Regions from separate parts of the Zea mays genome. Here region 2 is linked to region 1. The links are chromatin contacts, called in public Hi-C maps. All regions are on one chromosome and are shown on one strand. The core of a region is the stretch at or near the end of the contact, and the rest is flanking DNA. Distances in the headings are between cores, read along the strand shown.

Evidence for each region. A called contact is a pair of places that touch in the nucleus more often than the background predicts.
Region 2: a Hi-C map of leaf shows a contact between it and region 1, with 3 times the contacts expected there. The contact joins the promoter of LOC103640950 here to the promoter of LOC100283790 in region 1. A contact is called at or near these places in 2 of 25 Hi-C or Micro-C datasets (leaf and tassel).

What each region holds. Positions count from the first base shown.
Region 1 is chr10:23,525,837-23,532,810 of Zm-B73-REFERENCE-NAM-5.0, reverse strand. LOC100283790 (nucleoside diphosphate kinase 2) reads left to right here and starts at 2,831. Exons shown (of 7, transcript NM_001156689.2): 1 at 2,831-3,110; 2 at 5,618-5,671; 3 at 6,540-6,626. The coding sequence starts at 2,895.
Region 2 is chr10:23,666,515-23,672,776 of Zm-B73-REFERENCE-NAM-5.0, reverse strand. LOC103640950 (condensin-2 complex subunit D3) reads left to right here and starts at 3,067. Exons shown (of 8, transcript XM_008664389.3): 1 at 3,067-5,237; 2 at 6,052-6,262. The coding sequence starts at 3,144.

The DNA.
Region 1 (6,974 bases), core at 1,582-4,081:
ATAGAAAGCGGAGACAATCAATAAAAAATCTTGAAATTTTTTTGATGGATAGTTTACGCGCAACGCATGGGCAACCGACTAGTAATATTTATAAGTTAATCTCTTCCCTAATATAGGATATGCCATTTTACTCTTTTTATTTTGTTTTCGTTTTTTTCAGCACTGAATGACTAAACTGTCGCTAACAGATTTAGTTTCCAAACTGCATCAATTAGTATCTTAGATCAAAGTCGAGGCGCTAAGGAGTGCCAGGTTATACTAGAAACATGCTCTGAACTTCAGAGTTTAGACACGAAAGCCTAGAGATAGGATAGAACTCTAACTAACTTCAGAGTTCATATGCAGGACTACTCTATTTGCTTACAAAAATAACGACATATGAGATACTTGTTGGTTTGCATACCAACTCCCTCACCCGGATATCTTAGGCAACACTCTGTACACAATCGACATCGGACAGAATGATTTTACCTCAAACCTTGCAATTTCAACGCGTTCTTTATCAGATAAAGTGTGCCTGATCTCTGAACGATGTCCCGATGCAGTTTGAAAACCAAAACTGTAGTTTAGTCATTTAGTGTTGGAAAAATAAAAAGGGAAACAAAAGAGAGTAAAAAGACACTTCATATTATTTTAGAGAAGTAATTAACTTATAAGTACTACTCCCCATGTTTTGATTTATACATCTTATTCAAATTTTTTTATAAAAAATGGAATTTTCAAGGCTATATTATATACTAAGCGATATCATAGTAAAAATAATAATTATTATGATTTTTTAATAAGACGAGTTAGTTAAACTTGAGATAAAAAAGTCAAACGAATTATAAATTGAATTGTATGGAGTATTTCAGAGAAGTTAGATTTGAGGATACTAGAAGAGAGAAGTAAGATACTAGAATATTTGGATACAATATTGTAGATAAGTTAGATTTGAAACATAACCAATTTGCTGGAGTGATTCCTCACCTGATGAGGGGCTTTCTATTTTTCAATATGCAGATGATACTGTTGATTTTATGGATCATAACTTGGAATATGTTCATAACGTGAAATTACTCCATAACATGAAATTACTCCTGACCGCTTTCCACAAATGTCAGGTTTGAAAATCAACTTTCACAAAAGTGAGCTTCTTTGCTATGGTTCAGCTAGGATTATAAACAAAATTACTCTTATCTTTTTGGTTGCGAGGTTGGTTCTTTACCTTTTAAGTACCTCAGGATTCCTATGACCCATCGCAGGTTACGAAATAGTGAATAACATAGTATAATTGATAGATTCAAAAATAGATTAAGCTCATGAAAAAGTAAATTACTTTCTTCCGGTGGATGCCTAATACTCATTATTAAGCAACCTACCCCATTTTTATGATGTCCTTTTTTGAGGTGCCTTTGTGGGGTGTTACAAAATTTAGATGCCATATGTTCCCGTTTCTATTGGCGAGGCGACCATTCTAAAAATAAATATAGACTAGCAAAATGGAAGACTATTTTTCAACATAAGGAGATAGGTGGATTGGGGGTTGCCAAACTAGCCAATAAAAATATTTGTTTACTTAGAAAGAGACTCTTTAAGTTACTAAATAAACGAGAACGGTAATTAGCAGCAAATTCTTAAAAGTAAATACTTATGGTCCAAATCGTTTACTCAAATTGTGAGAAGATTTGGAGACTCACATTTTTGGTCTGAACTCATGAATATTAAAGAAAAATTCTTGAGACGGGAGAGGTTCCGTGTAGGTGGCGGTCAAATGACCAGGTTCTAGGACGATATATAGATTCTCGATAGTCCGCTTAAGGACTATTGTCCAAACCTTTTTAATATTATGTAGAAAAAGAATTCTTAAGTCAAAGATTTTATGAATAAAAATATGCCTAATCTATCTTCTCGTAGAGCTATTGTTGGGATGAAACTGATTGAGTGACATAATTTATTAAATTTGATGGCAACTGTTCCTTTGGGAGAACCGAGAAATAAATTTATTTGAGGGTCCACAGAGACGGACTTTTCTCAGTTCGCTTAATGTACTTTATTTTAATGAATGCTCCTCTGTTAAATCACAATATACTTTGAAGACTAAAACTTTCTCTAAAAAATAATTTTTATGGTATTTATGCAGGGAGTTAATCTCACTAAAGATAACTTAGCTAAACGTGGTTGGAAAGGTAGTTCGAAATGCATCTTTTTAATCAAAATGAGACTATTCAATATATGTTATTTGATTGTTATCTTGCTAAAAATATTTAGAAAATTATTTACTTTGCCTTAAATAGAGACTCAACAGTATTAGTCATATAACTGGGTCTTGGATTGCTAACAAGGGAATAAATCAAAGCAAAAACAATGTTTTGGTCTATTTGGTTTTGTCGCAATGATGTTGTCTTTGCTTTTAAACCAAAACTATCAAAATTATGCAGGTTCTTTTTATGGAAACATACTTGCTCAGATTCTAAAGATTATTGCATAAACACCAAGCTCAACATGAGGTCATTGCGGTATGTATATTCTTAGAAGTGGTGGCTATGTAAATCTTTGCAAGCCATAGATAGAGGTCCAACGTCAAATCAGAGGGAGCTTCTAGTTGATGTTTTTTTGGAAAATGTTTATAGTGGATGTTTGTTATTTTTTTTAATTTATAAGGCTGTATGCAAGAAAATGTAAAAGGCCGAACATTTTTGTTTTCATAATTAAAAAAGGGAGAAGTAAGCTATAAGAAAAAAAAATAAAAACTTGGTGGGGACAGAGTAGTTGGAGTCGGAGAATTTTGGGGTAACAGGTGGGTTGGCTTCCTGGCTGTTAAAAGGAAGGACGCCTTTGTGCTGTTCTCCTAATCCAAAAGTCGCGTGCTGTGCTCTGCTCTGCTCTCGCCTCGCACGGACTCGTGGTAAAGGATGGAGACCATGTCGGCTCTCGCGAGGACGGCGCCGCCCCTTGCTGGGACCATTCGCCGGCCCTCATGCGCGCTGAGGCCGACGGCGTCCCTCTCCTTCGCCGCCGCTTCAACGACGCCCCGCGGCCGGCTCGGGCTGGGGCTGAGCACGGCGCCGGCGGGGAGCGGGAGGGCGGCCAGGGCTCGCGCCGTCCCGCGGCGCATCGTCGCCTCCTCGGTTGGTCTCCCCTGCATATTTGGTTTGACTTCGTTTAATCTTTTGGTATTGGATGAGCTTGAATATGGAGATATTGTTTCGAATACGCTAATACCTTTCGGATTATAGTCTAGTGCCTTGTGGAGTTGTGGGTAGGTTATGTAGAGCAGCTGAACTAAAGGGAAATGCACTGCGAAATGTGCCATTTTTTATTTCATTCACTTAGATTTTTTTCCCTTGAATTCTCTACGATCATTCTGCCAGGAATTAGGAATGAGTTGACACTGAGCTTTTGGCCTTCCTGTTGCAGTCAACGCTGAAAATACACCATTCGAACATGCTCAATTTTTGTAAATTATCAAGAGGACTCAAGTTTTCCTCGCTAATTGTATGTAGTAATCACAACGTGTCTCCTGTACCATGTGCTGGACCTTATGTGGCCCTAGTGTAATGTTTTCCTTGTTTCCAGTCAAAGTTTGACCATGCCTTCTTTTGACGAATACAAGGATACCTGTGGCCTGACCCTGACTGCAGGGTTGCTGAAATTATCCCGCCATGTGTTGGACAGTGGACACTTGTAGTAATTTTACAATGGAAGCAATTTTTTTCTGCCAGCCTATTTTTCAACTAAAACATGATATGTGCAACGCTTTTACACATGTTTAGTGATACATTGTGGAATTCCAACTGCTTCCAAATTAGTTAGTTTTGTTGTATCAGCAGATCTTCAAAACATAGCAAAGACATCTGAGTTGTTTTCTAAAGATATCAAGCCTAATCTAGTCCTTGCACCAATTCTTATTGACGCTATAGGAAATCATTTTCTCCACATAAATCTCAGGCACATGTGATTTCATAAATAGTGCTAGTTGTTTTCATCCATTTAGCCCCTGAAAGTCCAGATTCAGGTCATCAGCATTGTTATTAAAGCGTTAAAACGTTATGAACCAACTTTTCAAAGTTTAAACGTTTAAACGAACGTTGAAACGTCTTTTCAGACTTGACATAGAATTTCAAATATAGAATAAGTTCATACATAAGTTGAGTTCACAAACCAAATAGATACTCAGTTATCACACTAGTTCTGAATTTCTCGATGTGCAAATCGGGTTTGATGCTGGGTTGTGATTTTGTTGCTACAGTTGTTGTCTCTCAATTATCTTGATACTGAGTTATTACACTGGATCAGGAGTGGTGCCTGCAACTTGATTTATGTTTTTTTACTGCTGTAACCAATCTATCTAGAGGGCGGTCGACGGCATACCTGGAGGGCGGATGGAGGAGGGAGGAGAGAGGAGGGAGGAGGGGACCCGGCGGCATACCTGGAGCCTGGAGGGCGGCCGACGACATACCTGGAGGGCGGATGGAGGAGGGAGGAGAGAGGAGGGAGGAGGGGGCCCGGCGGCATACCTGGAGCATGGAGGGCGGCCGACGGCATACCTGGAGGGCGGATGGAGGAGGGAGGAGAGAGGAGGGAGGAGGTAGGAGGGGGCCCGGCGGCATACCTGGAGCCTGGAGGGCGGCCGACGGCGTCTGGCGGCTCCCGGCGCGACTCTGCGTCTGGGCGCGATGGCGGCTGGAGCGCGCAAGGGCGTCTGGCGGCTCCTGGGCGCGGTGGATCAGCCGGCCGGCTGGGTAAAGGCCCATTAAGGCCCACTAGGGTATAGGCGCGTAAAACGTCCAAATAACAGAGAAAACGTCTAGAACGGACGTTCCGACGTGTAAACGTCGTTTAAACGTCCAGAACGGACGTTCTACGCGTTTTTGTAAAACGTGCGGACGCTTTAGCCGCTAATCACGTTTTAGCGTTTAAACGACGCTTAATCGTCGTTTAAACGACGTTTTAATAACCATGGTCAGTCATCGGTGATTCATTTAGGGAACTGATCTCACATTTGTCGTTGAACTCTATAAAGGCACACATTGAAATGAACTTAGTGCACCATGCTTTCTCTTCACACAAACATATCCCTACACACTATAATCGTGGTTATAGTTGTTGTTTGTCAGTGGTTTTATCATGAATTTACAGAATGTCTTATTTCTGTTGCCATATGTGTTGCATACTTTACTGGAAAAGCCTCTAGATGAGACAGTTAGAGCCCTCGAGTAGCACCCCCTCAGGTCTTGTGTTTAGCTCCCGATGGGAAAAATTTCAGCCTAAGGGCTAGTTTGGCAACCCTATTTTCCCAAGAGATTTTCATTTTTCCCAAAGGAAATTAGTTCATTTCACCTTAGGAAAATGAGAATCCCTTGGGAAAATGGAGTTGCCAAATTAGCCCTAAGGGTAAAACAATATCCTCATCTGTCCCCTGGCCAAAGCATGGACCAAAAAGGCCCAAGCCTAGGTCTCACAGGGCAACGGTGCCTGTGTGTAAGTTTAGAATTCGTGACACGTCTGAATTTTTTTGACGACGTTGATATCCTTTGACATCAATTATGATAAGTTGAGCACTCTACTTCAATTTCATTTAGTCCCTTACTTTTCCACGATGAGACCTTGCTTAACAAGAACTTACAATCTGTAGGAGGTTGAGCAAAGCTACATTATGATCAAACCAGATGGTGTTCAGCGTGGTCTGGTATGCATTCCCAAGTTCCCTACACCCATACTTTTTTTTAAAGAGCAAAAACCTCAGCTTTTAAGAAAGCAGTAATGAGTACAATGCTGGGGTATACCAGTTCCAAGGAAAGATCAAAACAGAACAAGCCCTATTACAAGTTTAGATCTTGTAGACATCAACATTCAACACATTCGGGCTAAAAGCAAATCATCCAACAAACAACCTTGTCCTTCTCTTGGAGTAGACGCTCCATGTGCCCTTCATTTAACAACAAACTCCATTTCTGCAACAAGGATAGAGCAACATAGATTACATCAGTTGGAGCTTTTGAGAATCTTTTCTATGTGGCCATCTTGTTCCTAGTGGTCCAAAGAGCCCAAGCAAAACCCGCAAAAAGAAACTTGACTAAACGAATCGGTAAGGGCCACTTGCCCTGAAGCCAGACATCGGAGAACTCCTTTATAGACATTGGAACAGATGCCAAATTAAGCACCACTTTCAGAATTGCTCAGATCAATGTAGCTAAGGCACATTTAAAGAAAATATGACCAACCGATTCAGGAACTCCACATATACAGCAATTTCTATTACCCCTCCAACCCCTCTACTAATTAGAGTTTGCGCTACTTGAAGTTTGTTATTGAAAACTTGCCAAAGGAAGAATTAAATTTTCAGAGTGATCTTACACTTTCAAATAATACCAACTCTACTAGGCATCCCCCTGCTGGATAGAATCATGTACAAAGATATAGTAATGAAATGCCTGTGCTTATCCAGAGCCCACATCACAAAGTCATCACACCCACACTTTTGCCAGTATGGTGCTATTCCTTACCTTCTTTCATGTTTCAGTTCAGATAAAACATAATGTATCTGATGCATATAGGTTGGAGAGATTATTTCTCGCTTTGAGAAGAAAGGGTTTTTGTTGAAAGGCTTAAAACTTTTCCAGTGCCCCAAGGACTTGGCGCAGGTTTGCTTCTCGAAACACATCAATGTTGCACAACTATTGTGGTTCTTGCAACGTTGCTCATCATTATCATCTTTGTCTGTCAAATATACCTCCCAGTGCTATAATTTTAGCTTAGGACCCTTATGTGTATCCTTTCTACATAGAAATACCGTCCAACTTTTCTTCTATTATTATCAGTTATTCCCTTAAAGAAGTTCCTGATATTCAGATAGTTTCGTATTCTTATTGTGTACCTTTGATTTTTGGTGTGCTAAGTACTGATCTGATGCTGTAATAGCGCTTGATTACCATTTTTTCTTATATTAAGTGCTAGAATGAGTTGCTGCCTGAACCATATCGTTCTTTTTC
Region 2 (6,262 bases), core at 1,818-4,317, 140 kb before region 1:
TTTAAGAGATATTAGCGCAAGTTAATCAAGTCTATGAGGCGAGCTCTTGCGAACACAAATAATCACAGAGAGAGCAATCACAAGGGACACATGATTTTATCCCGTGGTTCGGCCAAGTAACACTTGCCTACTTCCACGTTGTGGCGTCCCAATGGACGAGGGTTGCACTCAACCCCTTTCAAGTGACCCAATGATCAACTTGAATACCACAGATTTCTTCCTTAGTCTTTCTCCTGTTTGCGAGGAATCTCCACAACTTGGAGCTTCTCGCCCTTACAATGATGATCGCAAAAGAAGCACATAAGTAAGGGAGGGGAGAGCAACACACACAAGACTCAAACCCACAGCACAACCATGCAAACAAGTCACAACTTGAGCTCAAAGTACAACACTCGAAGTCCGCAACTCAAAGGGAGCTCAAATCGCTAACACAGAGAATCAAATGCGTGGGAGCGGAGTCTGGATGCTTTAGAATACTCAGAGATGCTTGGGGTTACTCCTCCATGCGCCTAGGGGTCCCTTTTATAGCCCCAAGGGCCAAGGCAACTAGGAGCCGTTGAAGACAATCTTGGAAGGCTAATCTTGCCTTCTGTCGTGTGGTGCACCGGACAGTCCGGTGCACCACCGGACAGTCACTGTAGCTGTCCGGTGCACGATTGCCTTCCAAAAAAGGTGTAGTCGACCGTTGCAGCTTCGGGCCCGATGGCGCACCGGACACTGTCCGGTGCACACTGGACAGTCCGGTGCCCCCTGCCGACCGTTGATGCGGGCCACGCGTCGCCCGCGGATTGTGCGGCCGACCGTTAGCTCACCGGACAGTCCGGTGAATTATAGTCGTACGCCGCTGATCTTTTCACCGGAGACCAGCCTGGTGCACCGGACACTGTCTGGTGTGCCAGACTGAGCTGAATTTTGGCTGCACCGAGTCAAGTCTTTTTGGTTTCTTTTCTTCTTCTTTTCTCACTGTTTCTAGCACTTGGATAACCATGTTAGTACACAAAACAATTCACCAAGTCTAGAAACATACCTTTTTTCTTGAATTGCACTTCTCTCTTTATTTTGCACATTGGAACTCAATTAAATGTGTTGGACACTTAATCACCAAAACATTATAGAAATTGCCTAAGGGCACATTTCCCTTCAAAAAGAAAGGCCAAAAGTTATCTAATGCAGCAGCCTTATACGAGTCATTCAAAGCTTATGAAGAAGACTCCTGGAACAGCTTTAAGAAACAAGAAAGAAATTATCAGTGCCATGTGCCGGTCATCATACAACTTTTCTTGACCGCCAACTCCAAGCGATCTGACAGATTATTGTATAATTGCGCTGTTGGAATTGTGTCTATGGTATGTAGCCTGTTCGGCGCGACTCAAAATATAAACCTTTGGATATACATGCAACAGTCTTCAAGCTGTTATGTAGTAGTTCAGTTGTTTTTGTTCATTATGGCTCACCAAAACAAGATCTAAATTTTATCTGTTATTAAACTTCAGAACATGTGTATACATGGTTGTTTTGGCCAAACATTATCACCAGGATTTTATTATACTTCTTTATACTGCTGAGGTTGTGTATATTGCCCGAATTTCAGATAAAACTTCTTGTAGATAACTGCTCTAATCTTGTGAGGATGCTAATATTTATATTTAACATTGTCATTGTTATTTTTAATTTGATGAAAGTGCGTTCTATTTTTATGTTTGCAAGGTATGTAAACATCTGCTTTTAGTGATATTAACAACAATATAGAATAAACAATTAGTGTTTTTGTATATCAATGCATTTTTATCATATTGATTCCGTAGCAACGCATGAGCATATGTCTAGTTAAGTTTATATGCTCATTGTAGTCTATAGCCCGACAGTTGGGCACTAGGGTGCCTACCGCCCTACCAAATACCAACAAGCGACAGGAGCTTGCCGTTCGGCCAACGAGGCACAAGTTCCTTGTGTGGTATGGATGTAAACGACTAGGAAAAAATCTCCTTCCTTCCACTCCAATTTTTAGTTTTTGTCCCACTCGAATTCGTATTTTCATCAAATGTGAAAACGATACGAAAATGGAGTAGCAAAATGAAAACAGTTTAGGCCATATCCCGACCTTTTCCATTTATCTTGTGTTCATATGAGATTATACCGTATCCAAATACGGTATATCCCGTCATTATGTTGTTAGTCGACCCACTGCCATACTCACATGGTGTATCCCATATTTTTTGTACAAAATTGTATCATGCTAATTATAGGATGACAAGGACATAGAAAGAAGGACCAGGAGCAAGATGATAAAGAGAACAAATATATTGATAGTGGTCCTAATGTCACGAGTGACCATATTGAACTTTGAGGTATAGTTGTAGGGTGTTATTTTTAGTTTGAGTTACTATGTTATACGTGGTTGACTTTTTTGAACTATCATCGTGCTTATTCAATTGTGCATGTCTATTTAATTAATCACACATTTTTATTAACCTGTTACATGTTTTTATAGACACATTATCAATTTATCGTTATGTACTTATGTTACCCATATTAATATATTATTATCCTATATTTATTGTTGATTGATGGTACTATATATGATACAGAAAGTGATTTCGTTTTATCTTTATGATTTTCGATATTTACCGATGCATTTTTGTCCGTATTAGTTTGTTTTTTCATTCCATCATCCCGTGCCCGATACCGTTTCAATTTCAATCCCAAATCAGTTTTCAAATTAAAATGTAAAAATAAAACGAGAAATGGTTTATCTTGACTGACTTCGTTCATTTACAACCATGGTCTCTACTGGTGTCCATCTAGAAAGCGACATAGACTGATTTGTAAAAAAAAAAGGTCCTCGTTCGGTAGGTACATATAACTGCAAAATTTCGAAGTCGGAAAGTGCAATTTCAGTTATTTTTCAATATTAAAAAATAACTTCAAATAATTAGCAGCTGCCTAGATTACTGGGCCGCGCGAACGATGGAGGTAGGGTGGGAGTAGGCCCAACCATTCTCCTCCACCGCAAATTTCCGTCCGAATCCTAATAAATTCCGATTCCACACCGCAAAATTCAAAATTCCCACACTCCTAGTCCTTCCCCCCATCTCCAGTCGAGTGCTCTCTCCAGTCCCCACGCCCGATCTCGCCCCCATCCCATGGACGCCGATGAGATGGACCTCGACTCCCCATCCTCGGCCTCCCCCGCGCCCGCCTCCGGCTCCCTCCCCACCGTCCTCTCTGAGCTCGCCGCCCTCCACCGCCGCGCGTCTTCCTCCTCCGTCACCTCCCCGCCCTTGTCCCTGCCCTCCATCACATTCCTCTCCTCCAGCCCCGCAGCCGTCGCGTCCATCTTCCCTCGCCTCGCCGAGGCCGGCGTCCCCGCATCCTCCTTGCTGCCCCCGCTCGAGGCCTCGCTCTCCGCGCACCCGCTCCCCGCAGCCGTCGCCTACCTCCGCCTCCTCCTCGCCCCGGCCTCCCCGCTTCTCACCCTCTTCTCCCCGCTTCCATTCCTCTCCCTCCTCCTCGTCATCCGCAAGGCCGCCTCCTCCTTCTCCGGAGCCGGCAGCGCCGCCTCCAACCCTAGCTCCGTTTCCGGCGGCGCCGCCAACCCCCGCAAGCGCAAGAACCAGCGCCAAAAGCCAGCAGCGGCTCCGCCGGCGGCGCCGTCGCTGCTCCCGAAGGCGCTCTCCCTGCTGGCGGACGCCGCGGGGAGGCTGCCGCTCGGGGCCCACCCGGACGCGCGGCGGTCGCTCGTCGATACCGCCGCGGAGCTCACGGCGTTTGACGTCCTCACCGCTGTCCTTGGATCCGACTACCACGCCGGGGCGGTGCAGGACGTGATACGAGCGCTGGCCCCTGTGGTGCTCTCGGCCGCGAAATCCGCAGCACGGGTGGCTGCGGTGCAGTTCATTGTGAGGAACTTGGTGCCTTTGGGCGCCGAGGAAGGAGAGGAAGCAGTTAGGAAGGCAGTGGGGTACCTTCCTAGGTACTTGGCCGTAAAGGCACCGGACAAGGCGGAGGCCAGGGCACTGGCGGTGGAAGCGATAGTCGAGGTGGTGCGGGCATTGGAGGCAGATGGAAGGGAGGGATTTGCAGGGTATGTTGTGGCCATGGCAAGGGGCAAGGCAAAGGGACGACTGCTTGCTGTGGATTTGGTCCTTGCCTTGCTGCCAGTGCTGTTACCATTTGAAGGGGATGCCTGTGATATGGAGGAGGGCTCTTGGGGGCTGAAGTGTCTGCGGGTGTTGGTGGAGAAGTGCTCAGATAGTGTGGGAGGGGTTCGAGCTCGGGCATTAATAAATGCAGCCCAGGCGCTTGATATTTTGTCTGAGAGAGGTGTGGAGGTTGACCGGTTGCAGGAGGTGATGAGGATTGGGGACATGAAGCTTGGGGAATTGCTGAGACGACGCTGCACCGATGATAAGGCTGCTGTGAGGAAGGCTGCGCTTGTGCTCATCACAAAGGCGATTGGTTTGATTGGGAGACCCATAGATGACTCTCTTCTTTGTGCAATGGGTGCTGCATGCTCTGATCCATTAGTCAGCATCCGCAAGGCTGCTCTTGCTGCCATCTCAGAGGTGTTTAGGAAATTTCCTGATGAGAAAGTGATGAAAGAGTGGCTTCAATCTGTGCCTCCACTGGTGATTGATAGTGAGACAAGCATCCAGGAGGAATGTGAAAACTTGTTTCTTGAACTGGTGCTTAACAGGATCTGCCAAGCTGCCAATGTGAGCTTAGATGATGATTTCATCACCTTGGAGGAAGTTTTCCCTGAAGGGACACTAGATTTGCTGAAAAGCATCTGTGATGGAGAGGTTGCTCCATGCATAAAGAAGATATGTGCAAGCCTTGGCAAGAAGAGGAAGCTGAAACCACTACTTGCTAGTTCTCTGCAGAACATCATAACACTATCTGAATCCTTGTGGTTGAGACGTTGTAAGCCAATCGAAAATTGGACTGCACCTATTGGGTCCTGGTGGCTTCTTTCCGAGGTCTCATCATTCGCGCCAAAATCAGTTAACTGGAAGTTCCTCTCCCACCACTGGAAACTCCTTGACAATGTTGGCAAAGACGAAAGAGGTAAAGCTTGTTCTCAGGTGGAACCAAACTCTGCGCTCTGGGCAGTTAATCGTGTATCACTCTTGCAAACCATTTCAAATGTCTCCATGGAGCTGCCAGTGGAACCTGCTGCAGAATTGGCACACAGCTTGCTCACAAGGATCGAGGATTTTGATATGAACCTTAGTGAGGTAATCAGTTTGTTGATCCAAAACATTGAGTAGTACACTAATTTGTTTTTGCTACAGTTAAATTCTGAGTTAGCTTGGCATCATGTTTTAATCTGCCAATTTAAAACAAAATTAATTCTAATACACTTTATACAGTGTGCCCTAATCCTATTGCCCAATCTGCCGAAACCTGGCAATATGTACTGTTCTGAAGTTATTTTTTTGGATAAATTATAATTTACCATACCAAGTAAATCTATGCCAGCATTTCAAAACTATAAAATGAAAACTTTAGGTTCACTGTACTTGCCTGTATTATAACAATCAGCAATATTTTCTGGAAGGGAGGTCCAGTAGCTTAGGGCATGTTTCCAGCTTGCTAATATTTAGCAACTAAGAATTAAGAAGAGTGGATCCAAACAGGCAAACCCTAAAAGGTGTGATAGCTACTAACTAGTAAAAGCTAGTAAGGCTTTGGTTGCTAGCAAGTGCTAAGAAGTAGCATGTTAAAATTAGCACATCCAAACAAGGCCAGCTGAAACCTCACTGTAATCACAATATATTGTTTTAAGGCCTGCTTGTTACCTGTTTGGAATTTAATTACAAGAATATAAAAATATCAGAAACTTTTCTGTTTAGATCATTGGCTTCTTCCCCTCCCCATAGGCCATAGTTCTGCAATAATGTTCATCATGCATTCATCTTATGTTGTTTTTCCTTTATATAGTCTTCTGTGTGTTGTTGGTTTAGCTATCTACAATTTTTCCAAAATTGCTCTTAACAGAAGTAATTCATGTCCATATCTTGAGCATAATTTTCATGCATGCATGAACAGGTTGATGCACATGTAAAATCACTGAAAACTTTGTGTAAAAGGAAAGCAAAAACAGCTAAGGAAGGTGATGCACTGATCCTGAAGTGGGCGCAGCAACTTATCCGTAGTGCTTTTGACATCCTTGACCAGTACATAAAAGAGGCATCAGAATCAGCCAGGGGTCACAGTTTCATTACTCCTATGACTGGTAAATGCAAGGGAATGAAACAGA